Linked DNA regions of Hordeum vulgare: region 2 is linked to region 1. The links are chromatin contacts, called in public Hi-C maps. All regions are on one chromosome and are shown on one strand. The core of a region is the stretch at or near the end of the contact, and the rest is flanking DNA. Distances in the headings are between cores, read along the strand shown.

Region 1 (2,700 bases), core at 96-2,595:
CCTTCGGTCTTCGCCTTTCTCGGCGGTACGGTGCTGCTCCGGCGGCTTTGTGGGGAGGGCAGATCAGGAGGAGATGTGTCCATGGTTGACTGGTCGGCGGCGCCTCCGGTCAGATCTGATATTATGTTGATGGATCAGCGAAAGCATCGGTTTTAGACATGAGGAGTGAGAGCACTCCATATTATCCAGTTTTATAGGTGTGAGAGGTGGATTCCGGTGGCTTGATGTATGTTCCTGTTAGAACAATGTTGAATAATAAATAAAGATGGTTGTATGCATCGATTGATGCAGAGGTCGGGGATTTTAACCTCATTTTCCAAAAAAATCTAAGACCTATATCATTAATCTTGCACGAAGATTTGTATTGGTGTTTTCTTTTCATGTTTGATTCAATCATTTAGATATGTAAGAACTATGTTACATTTAGATGGGCCCTAGACACACTTATTTATATACTAGATACTGTAGCTGTTGGTAGTTTTTTTTTAACAAGTTTGATCAAACTTTGCACTATTTGACCTGAGATAGAAGTTATACAGGGAAAGTGATGTTCTACACGCGAGCTCAAATGAGCTTGGATGAACAGTAAATTCAGAAAATATTTGAAAAATGTTTAGAAAAGACTGATTTTTTTTACAGAAAATTTTGAGAAATGTTTTAATAGCTTGCAAAATTTTAATTTAAAATCATATTTTTTAAAGTGGTGGCAAAAAACAAGTGCTCCAAAATGCTTTTGAAAGTAGCATTTTTAGAGTTTTGATTTTATTTTTTTATCACAACTTTCAAAAATGTGATTTCATGATGAAATTTTACGAGCACTTAAAACATTTGTCAAACTTTGTTAAAAGAAAATTAGGTTTTTTAAAAACTTTTTAAAAATATTATGTCGAATTTACTGTTCACCTGACCTCATTTGAGCTCGGATGCAAAGATAGAACGGGATTTGATGTCGTGAACGTCTTTTGAACCCGCGATAACTCAGTGCGCACTGCACTTTCTCACGCCGGCTCGTCGCCTAGGCTCTAGCTAGCTTAGTTACATAGCCGCGATTGACTTGTCATTCTCTGGATTATCAAGTACTTGTAGTAAACTAACTAACTAACTGCTCATGGCGAAATGTTAGGTGGCCACTTCAATGATGCTAATCTGTAACCTCCCTTCACATCACGGTCTTCCTATGAAGCCTCTCCTCTAGCTGGTGCCACGATCCATGATATCAACATGGTATTTCATGTCGCTTGGTTTGATTAGCCTGGTCAAGTCAACGATTGCAAACGGCCGTAGGATTCCGGCGCCTTGTCCCTCGAGTGTATAAATAGGCCACAACACAGGCTTAGCAAACCACCCTTCCATTGAGCAGCGAGTTAACTACCCATCGAGAGTGGCATAGCACTGCGTTTGCAGAGCAAGAAAGCATGGAGAAGCTCTCCATGGCGGCAGCCCTGTTCTGCGCCTTGGTCCTTGCGGCTCTGGCAGCGGCGGCCGGCGGCGAGGCGGCCGTCGTGGAACACACCTTTGTGGTGAGTATACAATACCTATCTATCTATCTATCTATCTATTTCATCAAGGCATGTTCTTGATCGACAACTTCTCGGTAGGTTTACTATCGATTTATCCAAGTCGTGACGATAGTAAACTTGCTTGTGTGGTTTTTTTTTTACCAACTGTCACTAGCTATCAAGTTTCTTGATTAGTTAACTGTTGACTAATCACTTACGTATACTGTATTTGACTACCGTATATATATCTATAGCCTGTTGATTATTTTATATAGGAGTGGTTAAGTGTTGAGTAATCAGTTGGCGTATGTTTGACTAATATATATATATGCATTAATGGTTTTCAGGTGCACGAGATGAACCAGACGCACCTGTGCAACACGACCAAGATTTACGTGGTGAACGGGCAGCTCCCTGGCCCGACCATCGACGTGACCGACGGCGACACGGTTGTGGTCCACGTCGTCAACCGTCTCCCTCATGGTCTCACCATCCACTGGCACGGCGTCCGGCAAATCATGAGCTGCTGGTCCGATGGCGCCGGCTTCGTCACCGAATGCCCCATCCCTCCCGGCGGCGAGCACGTCTACCGCTTCAACGTCACCGGCCAGGTCGGCACGCTGTGGTGGCACGCCCACGTCACCTGCCTCCGCGCCACCGTTGCCGGCGCCTTCATCATCCGCCCCAAGGCCGGCAAGTACCCGTTCCCGACGCCCGCCAAGGACGTGCCCATCATCATCGGCGAGTGGTGGGAGCTCGACCTCGTCGAGCTCGACCGGAGGATGCATGACGGCAACTTCGACGACAACCCGCTGTCGGCCACCATCAACGGTAAGCTCGGCGACCTCAGCAACTGCTCCGGCAAGCCGGAGGAGAGCTTCGTCCTGGACGTGGTGCGCGGGGAGACATACCTGCTGCGGATCGTCAACACGGCGCTCTTCTCCGAGTACTACTTCAAGGTCGCAGGCCACACGTTCACGGTGGTGGGCGCCGACGGCTACTACCTGACGCCGTACAAGACGGACATGGTGTCCGTCGCCCCAGGGGAGGCCATCGACGTGCTCATGGCAGCTGACGCCCCGCCGGCGCACTACCACATGGTGGCGCTCGCAAACCAGCCGCCGGAGCCCGACCCGCAGATCCCGGGGTTCGTGTCCCGCGGCCTCGTCCGCTACGCCGGATCCTCCCGGAACAAGACCAA
Region 2 (2,700 bases), core at 89-2,588, 280 kb after region 1:
CTGCTGGCATCAGTGGAGGGCCAAGTCTTTTTTTAGCATAGTTGGCGCATGCTAGCACAATTCAACAGACTAGTCCTACAGCTATTGAAAGTATCATCTAGAAGTTTCTCAAGTAAGAGGGTGTACTCATTTTCAGTTAACCTAGCATAGCATCTGATTGCATGAGTCAAATATGATACTCCCCATCATTTATCATTTATCAACAGAATGTACGTTGAGAAAACTTACTTCCTGGAGAAGATTGCCCTCAGCGGCATTGAAGATCCTTACAAGTGTCCCCTTAGTGCTTGCGGTGGCAATGAGTCTCCCATCCTGCGACAATGCGAAGCAGGCGACACGGGAGGCGTGCGCATTGATAAACTTGGTCTTCCTAGCACCATAGTGCTCGACCCTGATTTGCCCCTTCTGTGCGCCCGGGCAAACCAGCACAATAGACCCGGGCTGCTGTGACACCGAGCACAAGCCCTTGGGGTTGGGCGCCGTCTCAATCTGGTGCACGAGCTTGAGGTCGGCAAAGTTGTAGACAAATATCTTGTTCTCCAGCACGACGACAATGCGGTCGCGGCGGAGGCGGACGCCGCGGACGGGGGACTTGAAGGAGAGCTCCCCGATGCAGCGGCTCTGGTGGTCGTCCCAGATCATGACCTTGTTGGGCGGGTAGTGCGGGGCGTCGCCGCCGCCGACGAGCGCCAGTATGTTGCAGCGGAAGAGCATCTCGACGACGCCGATGCCGCCCCCGCCCCCGCCGACGCCCGCGACGGGGGGCTGATGGAGGGCCTGGTCGTTGTCGGGCGCGGCTGGGGAGGGGCCGAGGTCGCGGCGGAAGATCTCGCGGAAGGGGTCGCAGTTGTAGATGCGGAAGCCGGTCTTGGTCCCCGCCGCGAAGCAGCCGTAGTCCTGGTTGTAGGAGATGTGGAGCAGGTCCGTGGCCGCCGGGAACGGCCTCTCCGTCTTGCCCCCCGCGGACGCGTCAGGGGCGGAGGAGACGGAGGAGGAGTCGTCGGCGTCGGCGTCCTCCTCGGCGCCGGACGGGGTGGGCTCGATCGCGTCGGTGGGGAGGAGCGGGGGCGGCTCGGGGCCCTCGTCCTGCTCGGGCTCGGGCTCCTCGGCGTCCTGCGCGTCCGGATCCTGCGCGGCGGCCGCCGCCGGCTCCCGCACCTTGGGCTTCCACACCTTGGTCTCCCGCCGCTGCTTGGGCTCGGGCGGCGGCGCGTCGTCGAGGAGCGGGCTAGGGTTTGGTAGGGCCGGCGTCGCCATGGGAGAGGAGAGGGGCGGGGAGGATTGGAGGGGAGGGGGACAGGGTCTGGGGATGGGGAGAGGAGAGTCGGGGCTGCACGATAGCTCTACCTCGCCTGGTCCGGTCCGGACTCCGGAGTAGGACGGAGTCGCTTTTCTCGCTGGGAAGTGGGGCCCGCTGCGCCATCTGGGCCGGGCCTGGGCGCCCGACGGAGTAGTAGCTTGCGCAGTGACGGTACCGGCGGAAGGGATGGCGTGGTGGGGGAGGCAAGGCAGCGCGTACCTTTCGTGCCGTCCGGGCCATAGTGTCTCGCACGTACTACTTCATAGTGGGTTTTTTTTTTCTTTCCTTTTTTGAACCTTACTCGGCAGCGTTGGCCACGCGTATCCCAGTTGTATAATGCATTATTTGAAACGTGACAGATGAGTATCTACGAACGTTTGAGGGATCGGATTTATCAAGTCCAGGTATAGATGCTCTTAGAGTATCTATAGTACAACAAGACTTGTTAGATCCGACCCTTCAAACGGACGCGGACTCAAATCGCGTCGTTTACATCCATGTAACTTATATTCGATCTTCTGAATCTATGCTAAACCATGCAATGCCCAAAACTACGTAAATTATTAAAATGACATAAGAACAAACATACAAATGCACACTTCGTTCATCGAAAGATCGCCAACATCGAAGGAGGAGAACAAGGAGTGGAAGATGAGCCCTTTGAGCAATCGAATGGTCTTGTCCTGCTGCCCCTTGAGCTTCGCCAGCTAAGCCGCCTCTGTCGCTTTCTCCTTGACCTCGCGCTCAGACTCTCAATGCAAGCTGAAGCGCCTTCACATTCTCCCGACGGAGCCGTCGAGCGTCTACCTCCGTCGTTGTAAGCAAACGGCGGTAGACCTAAGCAAGGAGCCGCTCATCCTCGTCGAGCTTCGTCGAAACTCGTGGCAGCGACACACATATTTCTTCGCCGCGTCCCGCTCCCTTACCCGTTGCCTCTAGCGGCGGGTTGCGCACTCCCCTGATTCCAGCGAGCGCGTCCGGGCTGGCTGGGCGGACACAAACACCCACTGCTGCCCCACGAGGGGGAGCAGTAACCGGCGGTGGTAAGGGACAACATGTGGAGGCGGGATTGCGTAGTCCTCGCGGAGCTGCGCGCGGGCTGGGAAGGCTTGGTATCCTCGCTTCGCTAGCGAGGGAGAGGCGAGACGACAGATCTAAAATTGTCCCTCATGTCCACATTGAACCTCTCAAGGGCAATGCGGGGGGCCAGCTCATCGTCGGCATCGAGGTTGGAGTCAGAGCGGCTGCCGGAGCTCGACATGGTTGCGAGAGTCGTTAGAATGGATTGGAGATATCGGAGAAGGAGAAGAATAGGTGGAGCAAGAGCGGAGTGAGGTAGCGTTTCCGGATTTGGGAATATTTGTAGGGATGTTGTGGGCTTGGGGTGGATCGGGCTACCG

What was found. Hi-C and Micro-C count contacts between places; a contact is called where the count stands out from the background.
Region 2: a Hi-C map of leaf shows a contact between it and region 1, with 2.1 times the contacts expected there. The contact joins the promoter of LOC123445353 here to the promoter of LOC123440786 in region 1. A contact is called at or near these places in 2 of 6 Hi-C or Micro-C datasets (leaf and seedling).

The regions. Positions count from the first base shown.
Region 1 is chr3H:583,486,131-583,488,830 of MorexV3_pseudomolecules_assembly, forward strand. It overlaps LOC123440786 (laccase-19), which reads left to right and starts at 1,346. Exons shown (of 2, transcript XM_045117333.1): 1 at 1,346-1,520; 2 at 1,847-2,700. The coding sequence starts at 1,416.
Region 2 is chr3H:583,766,518-583,769,217 of MorexV3_pseudomolecules_assembly, forward strand. It overlaps LOC123445353 (autophagy-related protein 18a), which reads right to left and starts at 1,339. Exons shown (of 4, transcript XM_045122322.1): 1 at 229-1,339. The coding sequence starts at 1,257.